Linked DNA regions of Mus musculus: regions 1 and 3 are each linked to region 2. The links are chromatin contacts, called in public ChIA-PET maps. All regions are on one chromosome and are shown on one strand. Each heading gives the region's core, a stretch centred on a gene start, on an enhancer-like site or on the middle of the called end of the contact. The rest is flanking DNA. Distances are from core to core; before and after follow the strand shown.

What was found. ChIA-PET counts read pairs in DNA pulled down with a chosen protein or histone mark.
Region 1: a contact with region 2 is called in an RNA polymerase II ChIA-PET map of memory CD8 T cells, with 6 read pairs. The contact joins the promoter of Crtc1 here to the promoter of Borcs8 in region 2. A contact is called at or near these places in 2 of 115 datasets of contacts at active chromatin or transcription factors (Th17 cells and memory CD8 T cells) and 1 of 9 other capture datasets (liver).
Region 3: a contact with region 2 is called in an RNA polymerase II ChIA-PET map of memory CD8 T cells, with 32 read pairs. The contact joins the promoter of Ssbp4 here to the promoter of Borcs8 in region 2. A contact is called at or near these places in 1 of 39 promoter capture datasets (liver), 2 of 484 Hi-C or Micro-C datasets (B cells and embryonic stem cells) and 3 of 115 datasets of contacts at active chromatin or transcription factors (embryonic stem cells and memory CD8 T cells).

What each region holds. Positions count from the first base shown.
Region 1 is chr8:70,437,065-70,441,116 of GRCm38.p6, forward strand. It overlaps Crtc1 (CREB regulated transcription coactivator 1), which reads right to left and starts at 2,509. Exons shown (of 14, transcript NM_001004062.2): 1 at 2,369-2,509. The coding sequence starts at 2,494.
Region 2 is chr8:70,137,344-70,140,949 of GRCm38.p6, forward strand. Borcs8 (BLOC-1 related complex subunit 8) reads left to right here and starts at 2,156. Exons shown (of 6, transcript NM_001145552.2): 1 at 2,156-2,429. The coding sequence starts at 2,393. It overlaps Rfxank (regulatory factor X-associated ankyrin-containing protein), which reads right to left and starts at 1,854. Exons shown (of 9, transcript NM_011266.2): 1 at 1,578-1,854; 2 at 686-880. The coding sequence starts at 872. It overlaps Gm45929 (predicted gene, 45929), which reads left to right and starts at 2,156. Exons shown (of 9, transcript NM_001310055.1): 1 at 2,156-2,429.
Region 3 is chr8:70,606,372-70,610,303 of GRCm38.p6, forward strand. Ssbp4 (single stranded DNA binding protein 4) reads right to left here and starts at 1,943. Exons shown (of 18, transcript NM_001372473.1): 1 at 1,754-1,943. The coding sequence starts at 1,809.

The DNA.
Region 1 (4,052 bases), core at 1,259-3,758, 300 kb after region 2:
AAGTGAACGTTCGGTCCTTGGGCTTTTTGACATGCACTTCACCTTACCACACCATGACCGTAGCAGGCCCCCACTTTTTTTTAATTGCCTTGCTTTACAGCCTAAGCTAGCTTTAAAGACCTCAAACTCACAGTGATCCTACTGCCTCAACCTTCAGACTGCCGAGAGACAAGCATGTGCTACCATATTATATATATTTTGAACTCAAGCTATTCATGGGACACTGTACATACAGAAACCAGAGGACAAGTTTCAGGGGTCAGTTCTCTCCTACCAAATGGGTCCCAAAGACTGAACTCAGGTCCTTGGGTTTGGCAGAAAGCACCTTTATCCAGCGTTTATCATCTACCTTTATCACCAACCTGCCTCGTTCTTAATAAGAAATGGGGCATGGGCAAATGCTACATGGATGGTTTGAGCATGGAGACCAACTCCACTAAGACAGAGAGGGCTGTGATCCCAGAACAGCCGTAAGCATAGGGAGGGGATGTGGCTAGGCTGCCTGAGGGGCCAATCTCCTCTAGGGCAATGAAACAGTTCTGGAAGAGGGTGGTATAGGTTATATGATTCAAAGAAGCTGGTGAGCGCCACTGGTCACACACACAGACCTTCCTTCTCAACTACATTCCAATCAGGCTGTTCCATCCTTGCAGAACCTCTAAGGGCTCAGGAAGTGCAGGCAGGAGCATCCAAAGGCATCCTCAGCTCCTCAGTGAGATCAAGGCTCATCTGTGCTACACGAGGCCTTGCCTCAGTCACCTCCTCCACATCATTCACTCTCAATCCCAGGAAGAAACCAGATGTCCATCAAAACGTCAACTATGAAACTCTTTGTTCTGGTTACACTGCAAACATTTGACACCAACTGTATGCAGACACCTACTATGTGCTAGAAACAAGAAGCAAACTCAACTGCCCTGTAAGTAACACAGGGATGGTAACACTTTTTGTTTGTTTTGGTTTGGCTTTTGGAGACAGGATTTCTCTGTGTAGCTCCTGCTGCCCTGGAACTCACTCTGTAGACCAGGCTGGCCTTGGACTCAGAGATCATCCTGCCTCTGCCTCCCGAGTGCTGGGATTAGTTGTGCACCACCATCTCCACCCGGCAGATGATACACTGTTTATTTGTTCATTCATTGCCCTTTCTCAATGCCTTTCTCAATACACTGAGGGAGAACATGCCCCCCTTCACCCCCCTCCCCCGCCCCGAGGGCTTTGGGGACAGAGTCTGATTGAAAGTGAGAAAACCACCACATTCAATCACTCACTTTCGCCTACGATGCCACAATCTTGGAGAAACAAGCAACTGACTATAAGATTACCTGACCCAAAGGTGCCCACTGATGAATCCAAGCCTCATGTAAGTACCCCTGGCAGGTCACATGGGACTCAGAACCCAGGTCTGAGGGTGTGCAGAACATGCCACACACCAGCATCACCTCCTTCACCCTTGAGGAAAGTCTGATGACACACACTTGACATGGAAGGATAAGGCTCCGCATCCACTCCACTTGGCCAAGAACCTAGCAAGGCCAGCTATGCCTGTCAAATGGCCCAGCCACCCAGTCTGTTGGCAGCTGTTCCCTGTCATGCATGGGAACCAAGCAGCCACCTCTATGCTGACTCCAAACATGGAGGAGGGATATCCTCAGCTATCCAGGAGGGATAACATCTCCTTCACGGCAGAAGTAGGAGTACCAAGGAAGGCACAGGTGACAATGATACAGTATCACCTCCTCCTCAGGTGCCAATGGAGTGACAACTGTGCCCTCAAATAACGATGAAAGGACCCCTTTCCTTTAGGTAACAATGAAGGGTGACAACCGTCCACTCAGGTAGCATTAATGGAGACCTGTCCACTCAAGTAGCATAAAGGGTGACAACTATCCCCTCAAGGTAGCAACAATGGGGCCACTTATCCACACAGATAACACTAAGGGAACAACTCTCCCTGAAGGTAGCAAAGATGGTGGCACCTATCCCACCAGGTAGCAATGAAGGGTGACACCTGCCCCACCAGGTAGCAATGAAGGGTGACACCTGCCCCCTCAGGTAGCAATGATGGAGTCGTAGGTCCTACGAGGTAGCAATGATGCAGTCCCTGTACCATCAGGTAGCAATCAGGGGGGTGACACGTGTCCATTCTGATAGCTATGATGATGGCACATGTCCCCTCAGACAACAATAATAGATGACACCAGTCCACTCAGGTAGCTGCGATGGGACCACCTGTCAAGTCCAAAGAGCAATCTCGCGAGCAGCCGCTCAGCGCTGTGGCGGCGTGGGGACACCTGCGGCGGCCGCAGCCCCGCCCCCGCGTCTCTTCCTCCTCCCCTCCCTCCTCCCCTCCCCTCCCCCGCGCTCTCACCCGCGCGGCCCGCGTCAGGCTCAGGTCCTTCATGACCTCCTCGAAGGCCGCCGTCTCCTCCGCCTGCTTCTGGTTGTGCAGTGCGATCTTCTCGCTAAATTTCCGCGGATTGTTCGAAGTCGCCATCTTCTCGCCGCCTCCTCCTACTCCTACTCCTCCTCCACCTCCTGGCCCCCCCCACTCTCGGGAGCCACCGCGCAGGCGCCGGCCGGGCCCACGGCCGGAGAGAACGCGCAGGCGCAAGCACGGCCCAGAGCGTGGCGCCGGCGCGCGGGAGAGGCGTGTGGCGTTGGGGTGAACACGCCTGCGCGTGCCTGGGCAACGCGTCGGGAGCCTGGGAGGGGCGTGCCTACGCAGGCGCACTGCAGTGCGCGTGGTTCGCTGGACAGCGGTCCGGGTCCTGTCCCATCAGCGAGGGACTTGAGTGGCAGAGGACACGGCAGAACTGATGCCTGCATTCACTGGACTCCAGCATTCGCTGAGGACTTGTTGGCGCGCCTGCTGTATTCCAGGGCACAGGCATGAACAGAGTGGGCCCTGGGCTACACAGCCGGGGAAGGGAGCAGACTTCCTACCAGGAATTGAGCAGGGGTCCCAAAGTACAGTTCCTGGGCAGAGCCTGACTTGGCACACAGAAGCCGGGGTTCGGTCCCCAGCAATACACACACACACACACACACACACACACACACACACACACACACACACCACACTTATAATAAAGTTTCAAATGGGAGAAATGTGCTGCGCCTTCTAAGAAAAAAGACAGTACTGGCCATGATGGTACGACCAGCTGGAGCCAAGGGGATGGGGAATTCAAGCCACCCTTACCTGTAGAGTGAGTTCAAACCAGCCTGTGACACAGGACACGGAGAAAAAAAGACAAATGGGGGGGGGCTCTCTGGAAAGATGGAAAGATTGCTCAGAGACTAAGGGCACCTGCTGTCCTCGAGAAAGACCTGACTTTGTGATCCCATGGAATAGCTCATATGCCCTTGCAACTAAGGTTCTAGAAATCCAACGCCCTCTTCTGGCCTTGGCAAGAAGTTAAATATACACATAGCATGTGCACACACACACACACACACACACACACACACACACAGAGATACATAGATAAATGTTTTAAATTTAAAAATATTGCCAGGCAGTGGTGGCACACACCTTTAATCCCAGTATTCAGGAGGCAGAGGCAGGCAGACTTCTGAGTTCCAGGCCAGCCTAGTCTACAGAGTGAGTTCCAGGACAGCCAGGACTACAGAGAAACCCTGTCTTGAAAAAAAAGAAAGAAAGAAAAATTAGAGAGCTAAGGTCAGGCATAGTGGCACGTGCCTTTAATCCCAGCAGAGGCAGGCAGTTCTCTTTGAGTTCAAGGCCAGCCTGGTCTACAAAGCGATTACCCAGTCAGGGCTACACAGAGAAACCCTGCCTCAGAAAAAAAAAAAAGAAAAGAAAAGCAAGCAATAAATAAATAAAAACAAATAGAGCTAGAGAGAAGGCTCCGTTATGCTAGCATTTGCTGTACAGGCACACACATTAAAGTTTGGCGTGGCCATTGAGTGCTGCAGATAGGGGACTGGCCAATCACTCTACTGAAAGGGGAGCCTCACGTTCCATTCAGTGGGATGCTCTGCTTCACATGAAGAAGTAGAAGGGATCAGAAAAAGGCACACATGTCTGTGGC
Region 2 (3,606 bases), core at 906-3,405:
GGGGTCACTAGCATGACCTTATCCCCGGGGAAACCAACGCTTTACTTTCTAAATCATTTACAACACTATTATGATAGAGAAAAACTTTCCCAACTATAAAATTTCATGAGCCTGTGCCCTCTGAAAGAACAAGTTCTCTAAACAACTCAGCTGTCACTCTGCCCACCCCCACCACCCTTTTGAAGACAGGGTTCTCTATGAGGTCTTGGTGGTCCTAGAACTCCGGGGACTACCTGCCTTTGTCTTTTGAGTATTGGGATTAAAGTTATGTGCCAACCATACCTGGCAAATCTTTAAAGAATACACACACACACACACATATGTACACATACATATATATACACATATATATGTATATATTTTGGGGGGGGGTTGAGACAGGGTTTCTCTGTGTAGCCTTGGCTATCCTGGAACTCACTCTGTAGACCAGGCTGGCCTCAAACTCAGAGATCCACCTGCCTCTGCTTCCCAAGTGCTGGAATTAAAGGCGTGCGCCACCACGCCCAGCAGGAATATATATTTTATATATACTTCTACATACATGTACCATATTACACACACACACACACACACACATACACGACAATAAAAATAACCTAGGAGGGTGGAGGGGAAGAGTGATGAAAGCAGAGATGTGGTCTGGAACTTGACAGTCTCCCTCACCAGAGCCCAGAGTGGTTCTCACCCTGCAGTGAGGATGCACTGGCATCTGCTTCAGGATTCACAGCGTCTGGGGTGCAGGGGAACAGGCTGAGGACGACAGTGTCTGAGTTCTCTGGGGACTCATCTCTGGTGTCCTCAGGATCCTCTAGGTCAGGAACAGGAGGTTGCTGGTTTGGGACAAGGTTCTCTGCAACCTGAGTGGGCTCCATGGAGGAAGCTGGAGTGAAGAGATGACAGTAATTAGCCAAATCTCGTGGTCCCCAAGATGGCTCAGTTGGTAAAGGCGCTTGTCACCAAGTCAGATGACCCAATTTTGATTCCAGGAACCCACAGGGTGGAGGGAAAAAACTGACCCTGGTAAATTGTCCTCTGACCTCCACACCAAACCCACAGCACAGCCTGCCCACAAAATAAATGAATAAATGAGTTCTTATCTGGGGCTGGAGCTTGGTTAGGTGGGGCATGATAGTGCACACCTTTAGTCCTAGTACTTGGGAGGCAGAGGCAGGTAGATCCCTTTGAGTTCAAGACTAGCCTAGTCTAAATAGTGAATTCCAGGACAGCCATGGTCTGCATATTGAGCCTTGCTTTATGACGCCGGGAAAACTGTGGCTTTAGATAAATATCATTGTTAATAAATTAACACCAGAAGCCAAGGCAATAAAATGAGGGTTCTGGCAGCAGTCTGGGTTCCAATCACTTACAAGCTATAAAAACCTAGTCTATGACTAAGCTGAGCCTCATTCCCTCGTTAATAAGGTGAAGATGTAAGGCCTCAGAGAGGTCATATCAGAAAACATCATAGAGAGATACTAATGTCAAACTTATCAATGTCCCACTGTGGTTATTTGGGCCGGAATCCCCCAAAATGACTTAGGACTCAACAAAAGATGCGACGTGTAAGATCCACTCACCTCCCTCCAGCCTCCTCTGTGTCCCTACGCTGCCAGCCTTGGTCTTCCAAAACTCAGGAAGCTCTGTTCACAAACTTTTCTGGTTCAGTAGATCTCGTAAAGAGCAAGTTGGTGACCAGACGCTCAGTTCTCTAGCTTCCTCTCCTGGGACATAGAGCAGCAACTTAATACGCGACGACTACTCCTACTGGAAAACTCCTCCACTGCGCCTGCGCACCCTTGCCCTGCAAAAGTACCAAAAAATAAAAAATAAAAACCCGAAGCTGCTTCTAGCGCTTTAAGACTGGAGGGAGGAGCGTGGCTTCCGCTGAGGCCAATGGGTACAGTGGCGCATGCGCACGCTATCCTTCCTAAAGGGCTGAAGGAGCCTTAGACTCGCTGAAGATTTTATTGCGCGTGCGCTTCCCCGCCCCATGCACCGCCCCCTCCTGTCTGCCCCAATCGGATCCACAGACGGTGGGAGGGCGGAGCATTTGCCCCACGGGGCGGAGACACATGGGCGGGACTTGTCAAATTTAAAGAGACCGAATATTATTGTTACTTTGTCCATAACAATTTCCCTGCCCTGGTCCCTGAGAATTATCTGTACGTGTAGCAGGGAGTCCTTGACGAGGCATACTATAACATCAAGAAATCTCTATCCTCCCGACACGCTCGCATAGGACTGCCTCCTTCCGTCTATCTCGTGTCTGAATAGAAGTTACCTCGTAAGAGGAGCCAGCGCACAGGACGCCAGAACCCATACCTGAACGTTTAAACGTCTCAACCTCCCGACTTCCGCTTCCGGTTTCTGGGCTCTGCTGGCTGCCTTCACTATGGAAGAACCTGAGATGCAGCTGAAGGGAAAGAAAGGTGTTGCGGGACCCTAGAGGGGTTGGAGGGGCCTAGAGAGGGCAACGCGGGAAGGTACATGACAAAGAGCCGCCGTAGACCTCCCGGCCTGCGGGGTTCGATGGAAAAGGGAGGCCGGTGTCTCCCGCCGGGAGGTGTTGTGATGTATAATGATCCCGGGCAGGAAAAGGCTCTTTTCTACTTCTGAGATAAGGTCCCGGGATGTAACCCTGGCTATATTGGAACTCGCTGTGTAGACCGGGATGGTCTCAAACCTCTCTGCCTTCTGAGAGTTGGAATTAAAAGCAGAATCCATCCAGGTCCCTGCTCAGTGTAATGTGGTTTTTAGCCTGTGAATACGTAAAGGAGTATGTGGGCTTGGTGGCGCAATACTCTAATCCTCTCTTCTCAAGAGACAAGAAATTGAAGGCCAGTTTGGTCTGCACATTGAAACTCAAATCTCGAGAGAAGAGCTGGGGCTTTAGCTCAGTCGTAAACACTTTGACCAGCGCATTCAAAGCTCTGGGTTTGATCCCCGACACTGCAAAATATATTAAGGACCAGATAAGTAGATTATTTTCTTTAGCTGATGGGAGCCCTGCGTGGTAAGAGGAGTTGGTGTCATCTGCCACCATTAGCCTGGTCAGAGCTTGTCTGATACAGGAAGGAGTGGGGGATGAAGGGGACTGAAGTTGGAAGCAACAGGATCCTTGATGGATGGAGCAGGAAGAATAGAGATTTCCTGACTGGGAAAGCTGTTGGTCAAAGTCTACCCTGGGATGATGGTTTTGGTGCAGTTGACTTGTGGTAGGAACATGAGTTCTGGAGTAAAGGAAACAGGCTTAACAGGAACTTGAATGGATTCTGCAGAGGGCAGCCTTAGCAGGCATGTTTCTGGAACAGGGCCTGTGATATACCTCAGAGCTGTTCCCACACAGCAAGGGACGTGGCCTTCCACATCATTCCTGCCACAGAGTAGAGGCCTCACGAGATTGTGGACTTTAGGCACCTTTGAGTTCTGTGTTCATCCTCTGGGCAGCTGGATATGGTGGTACATGCTTCTCTTCCCTTGGGAGCACTTGGGAGGCAAAGGCAGGCAGAGGAATTGCTGTGAGTTAAGGACAGCTTAGTCAACACAGTGAGTTACAGGGAATCCAGAGCTACTAGATTCTAGTATGATGTTCCATACTGCTCTCCA
Region 3 (3,932 bases), core at 693-3,192, 470 kb after region 2:
GCCTCCAGTCCGTCCCAGGTCCCTGACTTTGGCCTCAGCTGTTCCAGGTGATTAGCCTCCTTCCAGTTCTGTTGTGCCACCCAGGTACACTGTTCCTCAGACAAGGAGCTGGGCTAAGCCTCATGTATGCCCTTCCAAAAACATAAGCCTCCTTGCAGCCCACACTCAGCCTCAGGACTTCTGCCAATCGGTGGCCCTGCCTGCTCCTACCACAGGGCCTTTGCACATACGGAGCCTATGGCCCACCCCACCCCCACTTCACTTTTCCCTAACAGCCTACCTTGAGGTTCCTGCGTGCTGTGTGGAATGACTAGATCCCCACTTCCTGGATGTGAGCTTCCTCTCACACAATCATCAACACCCACCCCCACCCTCACCCCCAAACTTAGCACAGGTCTGTGAACCATTCCCTAGAATGGGGACTTGCCAGGTATCAGGGAATCAGTCAGTCCCTGCTTCCCACATGGCCAGCAGCCCCATGCCAGGAAGGGTCACTGAGTTTACTGACCATAAATGAGTCCTAACTGCAGGCTCTCAGGGAGCCAGCCTTGCATGGCAGCCCAGTGACCCAGACTTCTCTGTGCCAGGTGATCTGTCCCCTACCCAGGGCTGCACTGGGCAACTCAGCCTCTAGGCAAGCTGCCCCCTCAGGCCCTGCTACAATCCAGGCCTCCACACTCACACCTCAAAGGTGAGTGCTGGGCTCCCAGCACACTTCAAACGTTCCCGCTTCACCTACTTCTCCACACAGGCACCTCGGAAAGGAAGGCCAGCCCAGGCGTGTCCTCACTGGAAGCTAGAGCACAGCCTGTCCACCTGGGCAGCGCACCCTGTATCTTCAATGTGGGGCGTCTAGAGCCAGACCCATTCTGGCTCACCTGGGACTCCGGGAGGTGTCCCGGGACCGCCATGGTCAGGCTCTGCACCTCTCTAGGCTTTGAATCCGCACCTTTGCCTACAAGCGACAGTGGAGTCCAACTTCCACGCAAACCTCCAAAACCCCAACACCCCGCAGGGCATTAGGGTCCGACCCAACCTCTTCAAATTTGCAGCCACAATGAACCCACGTGTCCTGTTTCAAATCTCCAGCTTGGATACTTGGGACTCTGCGGCCCTAAGACCTGAAGCTGTCCTCCAGTGCCATGGTCTCACAGCCAACCCCGAAAGCTCACACCTGTCAGGTTTGTGTGACCCCAGAACTCCCGAGGCCTTACAACCCTCAGATGCTGTGCCTGCCCTGGGCATCCTGTGACCGCTCAAGTCCTAACTCCTGATCTCCCATACACCACCGACTCCCTAGTGAGCCCCTGATCCTGCACCCGATGAACCGCCACGTGACCCCAGCAACCCCTTGGCTCTTGTTTGACCCATTGATTTCCTGTCCCCTCAGGTATTCTGAGACCCCAAGCCCCCTTGGAGCTCTCAAGCTCATGCCCATGCCCTCTATCTCATGTGACCCCCCCACCAAGACCCTGGAACTCGAGTACCTCAATATATTCTGTCCTTTGTGTATTCTGTGACCCCAAAGGACCCTCAGGTCTCGCACACCCACAATCACACACCCTTCTGGTCTCGCGTGACCCCATGAGCCCCTTGATCTCGTGTGTACCCCTGAAATCCCGCACCATTTTGATCTCCAGTCACTCCCCGATCTCCTCGGGATCTCCTGTGTCCCCCCTGAAATCCCGCACCATTCTGGTCTCGCGTGACCCCATGGTCCCCGGTCCCGCGTGGCCCCGCACCGCGCACTCACTTCTCGCGCGCCTGCCCGTCCGAGGGCGCGCAGCCCTTGCTCGCCTTGCCGTACATGCTCCGCACCTGTCAGGCGCGCGTGGCCATCGCTGCCCGCGCCCCGATCCCCGCGGCCATGTCCGCGCGGGAGCTCCGGCCGCGGGTGGGTTCTCGCCGCGCTGCCCTCCCCGGGCTGTTCCGGGAAGCGCGCCACCGCCACCGCGCGCTCCCGCCGCTCTTAAAGTGGCAACGGCGGGAGCGCGGGTGGGCCCCCCCCCCGCGCGCGCGCTGGGAGCGCGCACGCGCAGAGCCCGCGGGGGCGGCACTGCCCACCAATAGGCTGCGCACCAATAAGTACAGACTTCAATACCTCCCCCCAAAGATATTCAAGCCCGGGACGCGCTCCAGCAGTTGCTATTTGTGCAATTGGGAAGCTGAGGCAGGGGGATGGCCGCGAGCTCCAAGCATACCTCGGCTGCGGAGCAAGACTCCCAGTTGTACAGATCTGGGGGTGGGGGTGGGGTGCTGTGGATATCTCCGTTTCGACTCAGGAACTGCACTAGGCTCTTGGGCTCACAGGATATGCGCCCATGACATTCTACTCCCAGGACACTCTCTGCGAGCCAATACAGCGCTGCGGGCTGTGAGGGGCCCTTTTGAGAGAGTTTCATATAGGCCAGGCTTGTCTCAAACACATAAAACAGATAACCCTGAAATTCTAATCCTCCTGCCTCAGCCTCCCTAGCGTTTGCACGACAGGCGTGTGCCACTTAGCCTGGTCTGTGTGCTGTGCACAGAGCCCGGTTTTTTTTTTTTTGTTTTTTTTTTTATGCATGCCAGCGTTGTAAGGACTGAACCCCAGACCAAGCACGTTTTGTTTGTTTTTCTGAAAGTGTTTCTTAACGCGGTAGACAGAGGCAGGAGGATCTCTGTGAATTCGAGGCCAGCCTGGTCTATATGGCGAGTTCCAGGACAGCAGCCAATACATAGTGAGACCCTGTCTCAAAGTCGGAGTAAAAACGGTGTCTCCTGTAGCCCAGGCTGACCTCCAGCTCTCTACTTCACTAAGGCTCCTTGAACAGGTGGTCCTCCTGCCTCCACCTCTGGGTGCACGCTGGGAATGAGAGCATGCTTCTTTCCCCCACTCCAGCGCAGACGCACGTGTATAACACGCGGCCCCGTGAGAGCACGAGGGGTCGTGGCGCATGGGCGTCGGGAAGCATCCAGGCTAAGGCTTGCTATCGCTGCAAGTGTCCCCGGTTGGACACGACGGGTTTAGTGGGGACTTGCTGGAGATTGCGCACAGGTGGGTCGTCAGCACCCGGTGGCGCAGTCATGAGCTCAGGTTTCCTGTGTGAGTGTGACAGCATGCAGGTCACCACGGCGCTAAGTCTCGCGTGGTGTCCCTGGTGCAGGCAGATCCCCTAGCCCGGGCCTCCCCGCCCCCACCCTAGTGGGCGGGCGGGAAGCCGAGCCGCCGTGGTTCCAGGCGCTCAGGAAAGGCTGCCGGGGCGCGCCCCGCCTCCTCCCCCAGGGCTCAGCTGGGCCGACGCCGGCCTTTCCCATTTCCTGCTTGGCCCGCCACCCCCTCCCCCAGCTTCCTCTCCCCGCCGCGGGGCTGGCGACTGCTGGGTGCCAGGAAGGCCGTCGGTGCGCCTGGGCCACCGCGCACTACAGCTCTTTGCAGGCCCTGTTCTCAGCGAGACACAGAGAGGTTGCGAGTGCAGCCGGGAGGCACAGCACGCAGCTCCGAGTTTCCTTCCACCCTCAATTGTGTCCCCAAGGTCTGGAGATGCCCAGGACGCAAGGTTTCCCCTCTCTCAGCCACAAATTTTTGATTCAGTGTCTTCACCCACCCCAACCCCCGGAACTATTTATTGAGCGCCTGCTGTCTACCGGGCCCTGGGGACCCAGCGGGGACACTTTGCTACGACTCCTGGAGAAAAGAGTCAGCTGGGGAAAGCAGGAGACAGAGCCGGACAAAGGGAGGGAGGGCCGGCGGCAGCGAGGACGGTGGGAGTCCCGGAGGAGAGTGGAGGCGGACGCTGGGAGGAGGAAAGAACGGGGGGGGGGGGGCGCCCGCAGCCCTTGAAGGCTGCTTGGGGGAGGCTCTGCGGGCGGGAGCAACTGCGCCGTCGTCATGGCAACCGAGGCGCTCCCAAACACAGCTAGGAAAGTCCGGGGAGTGGAGCTTGCAGGAC